2 separate regions of the Canis lupus genome follow, and region 2 is linked to region 1. A link is a contact called in public Hi-C data. All regions are on one chromosome and are shown on one strand. Each heading gives the region's core, a stretch centred on a gene start, on an enhancer-like site or on the middle of the called end of the contact. The rest is flanking DNA. Distances are from core to core; before and after follow the strand shown.

The links. Hi-C and Micro-C count contacts between places; a contact is called where the count stands out from the background.
Region 2: a contact with region 1 is called in a Hi-C map of blood, with 2.2 times the contacts expected there. The contact joins the promoter of RASA1 here to the promoter of CCNH in region 1. A contact is called at or near these places in 2 of 9 Hi-C or Micro-C datasets (both in blood).

Annotation. Positions count from the first base shown.
Region 1 is chr3:21,178,343-21,184,739 of UU_Cfam_GSD_1.0, forward strand. CCNH (cyclin-H) reads left to right here and starts at 2,209. Exons shown (of 9, transcript XM_038532398.1): 1 at 2,209-2,482; 2 at 4,918-5,040; 3 at 6,136-6,209. The coding sequence starts at 2,366. LOC111095149 (a long non-coding RNA gene) reads right to left here and starts at 2,395. Exons shown (of 4, transcript XR_005356757.1): 1 at 2,157-2,395.
Region 2 is chr3:21,306,063-21,311,841 of UU_Cfam_GSD_1.0, forward strand. It overlaps RASA1 (ras GTPase-activating protein 1), which reads right to left and starts at 4,487. Exons shown (of 25, transcript XM_038532397.1): 1 at 4,018-4,487. The coding sequence starts at 4,487.

The sequences.
Region 1 (6,397 bases), core at 959-3,458:
TGGGCTGAAGGCAGACACTCAACCGCGGAGCCACCCGAGCATCCCTGTTTTTCCTTTAAAATTATTCTTCCCCATTACACAGTATTTTAAGGTGCTCACAGTGCACTGGGCTCTTAACTTACCATGTCCTACCTTAACATTATGACATTTTCTCCTTTCTCTTTTCTGAGCCATTTTACTAGTCCATATTACCAACAAATGTTTAAGGAGTGTCTGGATTTCAAAAGTTGCAAATTACAAATTTGCAAGTTTGAGAAATTCAAATGACTTTGGCAAACTCTACCCTCAACTGTACCTACCAAAATGAAACAAAACAAAACAAATAAAGCTCTCCCTTAAACCTCTCAAAACTTTTTCATAGAACACAGACACCCTCCTACCTCTTTTTACCTATGCAAATTTTCAAGACCTAAATTCCTCATCTCCTCTTTATCTGCTTTTTATTTTTTAAAAAACCCAACTATTTGCTGTAGCTCATTCCATCTTTCTAACGTGATGAATTTTGCACAGAATAAAGTATGCCTGCCTACATGGGACAAATAAGAAAACCAGTAAAGGTTTTTGTAATCAATATAAATTTTGTTTCGCAAATGCAATTTTGAAAATACTAGCAATAGCAATTGTAAATCTCGTCCGTATTAACAGTAGCTTATTGCAAGTCTTCCCTGGGGCAATAATGAAGATGAGAATTCAAGAAAATCATAAAACTACCATTATATAGTGCTTCAGATGTGGAAGTGGGGTAAGACTGGCTAGTAATCAGCAGAAGGGGAGGGGAAAGGTCCTGGGAAAAGGATAGGATCACAGCAGTGGTGGAAGAGTAGAGAATGCATATGCACTGCATCTGGCTTGTCCACCCGGTTCCATGCTCCCTGAGGCGGTCTTTTGTGAGGAGGCACATTCTTCTTTAAAAGTCCCAGGAATGCTTCTGCCTTGGGACCCTGATGTTCTATCTGCCCCCAAATCCACTGCTCCCACAAGAGGCCTACTCCCTCAACTCTCTCAAGCCTTTGCTCAAATGTCACCTTTTCAGGGAGGCATACTTTGAACACTCTATTTTTTTTTTTTTGAAACAATAAATATGTATACATTATATTATATGAAAAAGAATTAGCAGAAAACTGGATATAGGACTTAACATTTCTGGAACCGTTATAAACCATGTTAAACTGTTTACACAAATATGTGACTATCGAGAATTTGCTAGGTGTATAATTAAATCCTGCCTACTAGGAATGTTATTTTTGCTTCAGAGTATATGAAACAGAATTGATCTTGAAGATCCCATTTCAGTGCTAAATTCTTTTCTAGATAACACATCTTTTGACTTGAAAAAGCGTCAATAATTTGAAAATTGGGTTCAGAGAGTAAGCTAAATGGCAGCAGGGTTTGTGCCTGATTTTGTCTACGACTCAAGGCGTGTGTGGTAGGTAGAAAATACTTGCCTAATAAATAATCTTCACAACCAAAAAAAAAAGAAAAAGTATTAACAGTATAATACCTTATTCTCTTATATATAGTAGCCATTTAAAATGAAAAAGCTAAAATAAAATGAAAAAGCTAATCTAAAAAAATACATAAAAATAAAAAATAAAATGAAAAAGCTAGAAGCCTGGAGTTGCTTGATGATAGGATTAAATATAAAATGGGCATATCATTACTTGAACACCTTATATTTTTTTAATTATTTATTTATTCATGATAGACCTAGAGAGAGGCAGAGACGCAGGCGTTAGGAGAAGCAGGCTCCACGCAGGGAGCCCGACGTGGGACTCGATCCCTGGTCTCCAAAATCGGGCCCTGGGCTGAAGGCGGTGCTAAACCGCTGAGCTACGCAGGGATCCCCTTGAACGCCTTATTTATTTTATTTTATTTTTTTTTTTTTTGAACGCCTTATTTAAAAGTTGACACCCTCCCAGGCCCTTTAGCCGCTTCGAGTTACCGCACTTAAGTTGTTAACGTAGCCCCCCACCCCCACCCCCGCCCCCGCCCCCGCCCCCGCCCAACCTCCACCTTCCATCCCTTTTGGACGCCCCTGCCTGGCGCCTCTCCTTTAAATTGTGTCGGGAAGGGGCGGGGCTAGGGCCTCGCGTCACCGTAAGGGGGCGTGCCCTTAGGCTCCGCCCACTTGCGTGCCGGGGGCCGCCCGGACCTACCCGAGGGCTGTTTTCCTCTCAGTCCGCTCCGGAAGCGCGACTGCCGTCGGAAATATCACGTGGTCTGGACGTCACCGCGCCGGCGCCGCCGAGCGGGCGCCCTCGGTTTCCGCGGGACCGCGGTGGTAGCCCAGGCGGTGTTTGCCCGCCGCGTCGTGCCCTGTGGCGTCCTTTCCTCAGGCCGCCGCGGCCTGCCTCGCGGCTCCGCGATGTACCACAACAGCAGCCAGAAGCGGCACTGGACTTTCGCGAGCGAGGAGCAGCTGGCGCGCCTGCGGGCCGACGCCAACCGTAAATTCAAATGCAAAGCGGTGGCCAACGGGAAGGTGAGGGAGCCTGGCGGCCGGTTCCCTGCGCGCCCCCTTCCCCGCTGCCGGCCTCGGCGGAGCGCGGGGCGTTTTCCCGACCACACGGGCGAGGACCTCGGGGGGCGACCCGCAGCGTGCGGAGGCCAAGGCTCTGGGGCGCTCTAGTTGTGGGGCGCTGTGCGGGGAGTCGGCGCGGGGAGCCTGGGAAGGGACGTTCCGGGCCGGCGGGGCGGCAGGTGCAGTGGGCAGGTCGGGGCCCGCAGGGGCGGCGAAGGGCGAGGCCGCGCACCTGGAGGCGGAAGGAAGGAGTCCGGTTCGGGATGACGAGATGGGGAGCCTGTTGTAAGACTTCAAGTGGGAGACTGACCTTTCGGGTTCTGTCGTAGGGAGCTGGGAACCCCGGGGGTGCGGGGGGCGGAGGCGGGACGCGGGGGTGGTCGGCGCCCGAGGCCTCGGCCCTGCCAGCCGAGCCCTTGCCGTCGTAGCTCCCGCCGCCCTGCTCCTCTTCCACGGGCTCCGCCAAGGGTTCCAGCACCAGCGTCCCTCCGGCGAGTATTCCGCCCTTCAGACCCCTTGGGGCCGAGGCCCTTTGATGCCCGACCGACGTCTGTATCACGCCGCCTGCGTTTGGCGCTGCCCCGAAGGGGGACCTCCCGGGCTGCGCCCCAGGCGCTGCTCTGAGTGTGTGTTAGCTCATTCAGTCCTCACAACTGTCCCACCAGGCAGATGCTGTTATTGTCCTTGCTTTACAGCCGGGGAAACTGAGGTATGGAGTGGTTGGATAACTTTTCAGGACTGGTAAGTGGCAGAGCCAGGATCTGTGAACCCATTCCTGCTGGGCCATCTCCATAAAATTAGTTGGTATTAGTTTCCTTGTGCTATCATTAAAAAAAAAAAAAAGGCACAAACTGGGTGGTTTAAAACAACAGAAATGTACTGTTTCACAGTTCTAGAAGCCGGAAGTCTGGGATAAAGTTGTCATCAGGATATATTCTCTGTAGTTTCCAGGTGACCCTTTCTTCCTTCAGCTTCTGGTAACTTAGGTGTTCCTTTGCTTCTACCAACTTTTTTTTTTTTTTTTTTTAAAGATTCCATTTATTTATTCACGACAGACACAGAGAGGCAAAGACAGGCAGAGGGAGAAGCAGGCTCCCTGCAGGGAGCCCTACATGGGACTCGATCCTGGAACTCCAGGATCAGGCCCTGGGCTGAAGGTGGCGCTAAACCGCTGGGCCACCAGGGCTGCCCTGTTCCTTGCTTCTATCTCTGTCTTTACAAAGTGTTCTCTCTGTATCTTCCCACATTGTTGTTATAGGGACACCAGTCGTATAGAATTAGGAGCCACCGTCCTCCAGTATGACCTCATATTAACTAGTCACATTTGTAGAGATTCTGTTTCCAGATAAGGTCACACTCAGATCCCGGAGGTTAAGACTTCAACATACCCCCCCCCCCCTTTTTTTGGTAAACATAATTAATCCAGTAACACTGCCTAGTATATAATTGTTTTAAAATTGTTTTATGAACCATCTAGGTATTTTGTGGAGAGTTTATAAAGACAGGAGGTACTATTTGGGGGGAGGGGGTTGGAGGTACTATTTTTTTAAGGGTCATAATCATCCTTGAGACACTTGTTGATTTTTACCTCAGCCTATGTGACTTAATGACTGAGAAAGGGATGTTGAAACCTTCCCAACCAATGACAGTATGTATCTTTTTTTTTTTAAGATTTTATTTATTTATTCATGAGAGACTGGAGAGAGAGAGGCAGAGACACAGGCAGAGGGAGAAGCAGGCTTCATGCAGGAAGCCCAACGCGGGACTCCATCCAGGGACTCCAGGATCAGGCCCTGGGCCAAAGGCGGCGCTAAACCGCTGAGGCCCCCCTCCCCCCCCCCAACCTTGTATCATCTTTTTGATTTATGATTGACATCAAACTTGTGAGCAGATGCACACCCTCTGTCATGATTCTTTTTACCCTACTGAAGTAAATGCCCAGCTGACATTCTGAGAAACTGTGATACAATAGGATCATTTTTAGTTTATCAGATATTTCACTAATATTACTTCGTGTAATAATTTAGTTCTCTAAAGAGAAAAATGACATCTGGTATATTTCCCTTTGGTTGGAGATACAAATGCAGTCTGGACTGAGAAAAGTATTTTAAGATTATTCATTTCATTGAACTTCTGCTGTAACTTTTTTTTTTTTTTAATTTTTTTTAAAATTTTTATTTATTTATGATAGTCACAGAGAGAGAGAGAGGCAGAGACACAGGCAGAGGGAGAAGCAGGCTCCATGCACCGGGAGCCCGATGTGGGATTCGATCCCGGGTCTCCAGGATCGCGCCCTGGGCCAAAGGCAGGCGCCAAACCGCTGCGCCACCCAGGGATCCCTTTTTTTTTTTTTTTTAATTTTTTTTAAATTTTTATTTGTAACTTTTGATCTAAAGGTTCTTCCAAATGATCCAGTCTTTCTTGAACCTCATGAAGAAATGATACTCTGCAAATACTATGAGAAGAGATTATTAGAATTCTGTTCAGTGTTTAAGCCAGCAATGCCAAGGTCTGTTGTGGTAAGTTACAATAGTGATAAAGTGTAATGTCCTTTAGCTGACTTCTGAAATCAGAACTTTTCTAAATGTGTAACACAGTTCTCTGCCCACTTTAGGCAAATGTACGTATTCATGTTTTTGTCATTTCATGTATTTTTTGATAAATTCATTAACTTAGGAATTCTGTATCATTTCTTTTTCTTTAAAAAAAAAAAAAAAAAGACTTATTCATGAGAGACACAGAAAGGCAGAGACATAGGCAGAGGGAGAAGTAGGCTCCCTGCAGGGAGCCTGATGGGAGACTCCCAGGATCCTGGGATCACACCCTCCCTGAGCCAAAGGTAGATGCTTGACCACTGAGCCACCCAGGTGCCCACATGAAACTTTTCTTTCAATCCAAAAATAGATAAGTATCTATTTCATTGGTTCTAGTGAAATGACAGAGTAGTTAAAAATACAGGCAGATCTTAGTTGAATCCCTCTGTGTTCCTTATTAGATGTGTGACCCAGTTAATCTCACTGATAGGCAGTTTCCTTCTCTGTGGAGATAGCAATACTTCACCAAGCTGTTGTAAGGATAGAAAAAGATGATAGCTTGGTGCTTGGCACAGAATCTGGCCCATGGGATACAGTTAATAAATGGTAGGTGCTGCTTCTACTATTTAATTTGGCAATACGAGCATAGTTCTACCACACAGAGCCAAAGTGGATTTACAGAGAGGGCTTATTGCCCCAACTGTATTAATTCTGTCCATGTTTTCACGAGATTGGTTAAGCTGTGAATATTTGTATGTTTCTCCTTCATTTTTTCCTAATCTAGTTGGCTTTTGTTATTCTGAAGTCTAAAATAAACACACATAGACTTTTTAAAATTAACTCAGTGACCATAGGAAGGGTAACCAGGGTGGGTGGGGAAGGACAAGAAAAGGTCTTTTGGCTGTGACATTGCTGTAATAATTCATCACAATTTATTTGATTAAAGAAGATTAAGTTTTATATTTGTATCAGAAACTTTTTCAAAGAAACTTTTGCATATGTAAGTTTAAAAGAATTTTATACAAAATTTAACATGGATGTGTGAATAGATTTTGATAATGTATGTATTTTTAATCATAGGGTACAGCTTGTATGTATTTCAAGCGTTTTTATCTTAATAACTCAGTAATGGAATATCACCCCCGGATAATAATGTGAGTATAATTCTAATTTATTGATTTTCATTTAAGAAAATCTTTATTTGTGTGGGGAAAAAAAGAAATGACTTTCTAATAAAGGGTAATTTAGACTTGCTTCCTGTTATGAATTTATACTGTCCTTTTACTCCTATATCCTATATATCTGTAATACTTCCCTCCCTATAGTACTTATGGCATCTGAA
Region 2 (5,779 bases), core at 3,237-5,736, 130 kb after region 1:
TCTTAATCTAGCCTGAATTATAGAAGTTGGTTGACTTAACTGCCTACTAGATCTGTAACTGCCCCAGAAAAGAGACTTGAGAAAATGGGCATCTTACTCATTTTTATCCCTTATATCGAGCACCTACTATACTGCTCTACAATGCATACAAATATGGTTTAAAAAAAAAAAAAAAATCTGGGTCCTGGTCAGCAACCACTCTGTACACAACTAATCTTTGCAATCCTCACCCCCCATGTTTATTAAGAAATAATGACTCACCCATAGTTATAATGCAATTAGTAACAAAGCTAATGAACGCTACATGTCCTAACATTCACCTCTAATAATTATTTGGCTTAATTAAGAATGATTTTATTTTTGTAGAGATAGTCACATGTTTCTTAAGGAAAAGAAAGGTATCCTGTACATTATTTATTTCCTTTTCCTTCAAGTTTCAGGCTTGAGAAGCCTTCATCTTAGGTCCAGGGTATGATCTAACCTGCCAGGCAGATAATATCAAAAGGCAAACGAAGCCTAGTGAAGACTGCAGCAAACTAGAGCTCAGAACTCACCTAAAAGGGGCAACACTACTCAGCTCTAGCAATCCACAAACAGGAAGAGCAACCAGGTAGAGCCAAATCTTGTGATTTTGCAAGTGATGCTAGAAAGTGAGACTTCTTAAATGTGAAGTCTTCCTATTTTTAAATGGTGGCAACTAATTACTCAATGTTCCAAAATACACCAAGAGAAAGCAATATATATCTGTGGGTTGGATTCAGTCCAAGGGCATCCTGCTACTGCAGGCTCATAGTTTAAAATCTCTACATATAATTGAAGGTGGATTAAGAGGAAAACACTCCTTTTACCATCACCCTCACTTCTAAAGCAAAGAGAAAAAATAACCAGGAGCACTAAAAGCAAGTAAGTTCATAAAATTAGAAAGTGTCCCGTGACAAACTCCTTTAACTTTTTTCTCTCTTGAAAAAGCAATCTGCGGGAATTTTAGATACAGAAACTTCTACAGCATAAAAATACATAGGAAGAATGTTATGCTTTTTGAATTTTCCTCAAAACTTGTAAAAGGAAAATATTCAAATAAATAGTTAAAACTATATAAACTTTTCTGTCCTTAACCAAACTAATGAAAACCCTCGGTAATAAACATGAGACAATGACTCACCATGCACGCAGAAAAACAAGGTACAAAATACTAATGGCAGTAAGGTATTTGCATTTGTCCATCCATATATCGTCATTTAACGGCTCTTGTGACCAACAGCACCAAACTAGCTGGACACAGGGTTGAACTCCATGTGCAAGGGAACTCTACTCTAACAAACCACTGTGGACTCAAACCTGTGACCTGAACCCCTTAATATCATGCTATGCAATAACTAAGGTGACCACTCACTAGTAAACAAATATTCACTTAGTCGAAGAACATTTCTTCAGTACCTTACAAAAGATTTGGCATTAGTTAACCAAATCATTAAAGCCCTTTAAAAATAGGAATTCAGGGATCCCTGGGTGGCGCAGCGGTTTGGCGCCTGCCTTTGGCCCAGGGCGCGATCCTGGAGATGGGATCGAATCCCACGTCGGGCTCCCGGTGCATGGAGCCTGCTTCTCCCTCTGCCTCCCTCTGCCTGTGTCTCTGCCTCTCTCTCTCTCTCTCTCTCTCTCTGTGACTATCATAAATAAATAAAAATAAAAAAAAATTAAAAAAAGGAATTCATAGAAAAGATCTGAACTTCATCTCTAAACCTACTTAACCTGATGGAAACCTTTATGAAGTCATAATTCTTAATATAGCTAACCATGGTAGCTAGACCTCTGGAGTACGAACCATTGCCTAAAGTAACTATCAGTGAGGGAGTTCCCTGTACCAATAGAATCAGTAGGCAATTTAATGGCAATAAAATATTACTGTTACTTTGGCATACTATTTACTGAACACTTACTATGTGCCAAGCACTGTGCTGACTGAATACTTCAGGGTTCTCATTAAATCTTAAAAACGATGCTATGACGGAGGTACCATTATTATCCCCATTCTACAGATGGGGAAACTGACCTTTCCAAGATCACACAGTTATAAGTGGTAGAGTCAGGATTCCAACCCAAATCTTGTCTAACTTCAGAATTTGCACCCTTAAACACTACACTGTATTGCCTCCAGTGACTCTGGTTTGATATCTAAGATAAAGAAAAGAGGGTAATTTGTACTCCTCAGTGACAAATTTAAAAAACATACTTGAAATGGAGGATACTTTTCAGAACATTTACGATTCTCATATATACAGTCATGCAAGTATTATTTTTATTCCCAAATATATATTAATGATGATGGAAACCTCACACAATAGACTTCTAAAAATTTTTCCAAATACTCCTTCATGTTTATCCTGAAAAATCTAATGGGAACACTATATTTTCTGCCCAGTTTTGCTGTGAACCTAAAACCATTCCACAAAATCACTTTTTTAAAAAAATTTATAACTACAATATACAAATATGCCTAATATAACTCAGTTACAAACACTGGCAAAAGACTGCCTTCTTTCAGTATGAAAAGTTGCACTTTATTATAACCCTAGTGCTGAGCATGGAGTGATGTAGTGAGCGCTTAAATATTTACTGATTCTTTCAAAAAGGCTTGAAGGTGTGTAAACAGTGCTGTAAAATTCAAATTTTTCACACTCCCAGAACACCTTCAGAGGTCTATAAAACAAACACATAACATGGTAAGTTGGAATAAAGTTAGACAAAAAAATTAAACTCTTACTGAGCAGTATACCACGGCTGACACAAATCAGGCTACTTTTACCTTTCCCCCTTAAATATCAAAAGATGTAGCCCTAGGTTAAGAATGGATTATCACAGAATCTTTTTCTAATCATTTTCTAAGTCCTTTCTAAATCCTCCAAAGCTTATCCAAAACAAACAAATACTTTCAATTGTCCAGAGTGAATGTCATCATATGAACCAAATATTTTTTCCTCTGATACACCAAGGCTGTCGAAATTCTAAAGGTCAGATAATAACTGATGTGAAGGATCCGTAAGAACGGTTTTGCCATCTATTACCCCTTCCCAGTAACACTCTCCTCTCATCAAGGTCCACCTTTACAAACACACACCTATGTTCACTTATGGAGGGAACAAGGGGAAGGTACTCACCGTGTGAAAAAAGCCATTTGCCCTAAATGCCCTGCAATATACCGTCGCAACTGATTGCCAAATGGAACACTGCACTGGCCACCAACAAAGTATTGAAGTATTGACAATTTTACTTGAGAACTGTGCTTACAAAGCCTCAACTATAAAAAGATCAGGCTGTTATCAATAAATGGGAATTTCACGGCCTACGTCACAGACCCCGTAAGAGGAGAGAGACCCTTCACCACACCTGTAATTCGCAGAACTCCTTTCCTTTCTCGCCGACCCACATCTTCAGGAGAGACCCGAAGACTTTTCTGCATCGCTCTGCCTCCGAAAGGCTGGGGATGCACAGCACCACAAAGGCAAAGCCTTCTGACCGGTGCATGTTTAAAATGGTCATCAATACCATACTCCTTGGAATACTTGCATACCCAAAGCCTTATGACTAAGGATAACCTGACTTCAACAGGGAATGCACGCACAGGCTGAGAGAGACTCTACGGCCCGGGCAGCTGCAAGCTCAGCTGAGCCCCGGGGACGCAACCTCGGCTTGGAAAAGGCAGCACCGTATCCGGTTCCCGATGGATACACATGCCCCCCCTCCCCCCCCTCCCCCCCCACTCTCCATGCTTTCCTAGCTCAAAAACTTCACTTCTTCCCAGGGTCTAACCAGAAAGATGCAAAAGACGCCGAAGGCAGCGTGCACGCCCTCAGGGAAGAGGAGCGATCCAATCAAGTCCCGACGCACGCCAACCCCGAAGGCTCCAAACTTTTTCACCAACGGATCGCAACTGCAAGAAAAGCTGCAGGTCCCAGGGGTTCGCACTTGTGCCCAGGAGCCGGCGTCCCCGGGCCCGGGACGGCTGCGTGCACTTACTGGTTAGTCGGAGGCGCGGTCAGGGGGATGGCCACCTCTTCCTCCTCGTATTCGGGTCCATCCAGGGAGTCCCCTTCGTCCACGGTTCCCAGGCCGGCGGCGCCCAGGGCGGGCAGCTGAGGCGGCGGCGGCAGCGGGGGGAAGGCGCCGCCCGCCCCGAAGGTGTCCGCAGCCAGCGAAGCGGTGCCCTTGGCGAGGGCCGGCTCTCCCCCGGCCCCGGCGGCCCCGGCCCCGGCCCCTCCCCCTGACAGTCCGGCTCCCCCCACGGCTCCCGCCCCCGGCCCGGCGCCCAGCGCGGCCCCGCCGGCCTCCGGCAGCCCGGAGCAGGCGACGGCTGGCACGGGCAGCGCGCCGGGCATCCTCACCCTGCACGCCGCCGGGCAGGCGCTCGAGCCCGCGGCCGCGCCGCCCCCCGCCGCCCCCGCCGCCCCCGGGCCGCCCTCCTCGCTGCCGCCCTCGGCCGCCATCATGTTGAAGCCCGCTCCGCTCTCCGCTCTACGCTCGCCCGGGAGCCCCGGGGGCCAGCAGGCCCGGGCTCCCAGCCGCCCCACCCGGGCGCGTCCCCCTGGCGGCTCCCCGGGCGGAGGAAACGACAACAAAAGGACCGAGCCCGCCGCCGCGCCCCCTCCTCGGGCCACAGCCCAGGCTCCGGAGCGGCCCGGGTTACGGGAAGCCGAGTGGGCAAAAAACCTACCGCCGGCACCAACGCCAACCCGCACCTTCAGCCTGCACACCCACACTCACACACATGCACACTAGTGAGAAACTTCCTGGCCGCGCCAGAGAGGAAGGGAAGCACAGAGGAAGCGGCTGGCGCGGCTGCCGCCCGCTCGGCCGCCGCCGCCGCTTCACCACCCCAGTTCCGGCCACCCCCACCGCAGCCACCGCCGGTGCCGCTGCTGGGGCCCGGGCCGCGGCGGCCGCTGCATCCTCCGCGGGGCTGGAGGCGGGAGGGGTGGGGAGAGGAGAGGAGAGGAGAGGAGAGGAGAGGAGAGGAAGGGGCGGGGGGCGGGGAAGCGGGCCGAGCGGCTGCCGACCTGGAGCGCTCGCGGAAACCGACTAGAGAGAGAGGGAGAGAGAGAGAGAGAGAGAGAAAGGAAGGCGGGGCGCCGGAGGAGGAGCCGGCCGCGGGAGGAAGGGCGGGGAGCAGGGCCGGGGCGGCTTGTGCGCAGGCGCGGCCCTGGCGCGGGGGCGGCCGCGCTGCTGGGCCCGAGGGAAGGAAGCGGCGGGGGCGCGCGGTGCGGGGGACCGGCCGCGGGGGGGCGCCCGCCCCGTCCCCGCCCCGCCCCGCCCCGGGTCAGCGTGCGCCGCGGAGGGGCGGGCCGAGGGCTGGGGGGCCCGGCTCCGCGAACGCGGCGGGGACGCTGCAGGGGAGGGGGCAGCGCCGAGGAAGACGGCAAGGAAGATGCCGCGGAGCCGGGGCCCTGCTTCCTGCTGGTGGAAAATAACGCCTTTAGGAAGCGGCGCTGCCGGGGCCCGGGGCCGAGGGGGAGTGGCAGGGCTATCGATTTGTTTGATTTTCGTCGCATACTAGAAATCACTATATGACTATTCCGTGTTTTATTTTATTTTATTTTTAAGGTTTTATTTGTTCACTCATGAGAGACAGAGACACACAGGCAGAGGGAGCAGCAGGCTCCACGCAGGGAGCCCGATGCAGGACTCGATCCCAGGACCCCGGGGTCACGCCCTGGGCCGAAGGCAGGCGCTAAACCGCTGAGCCACCCGGGGATCCCCCACTACGTATTTAAAAAAAAAAAAT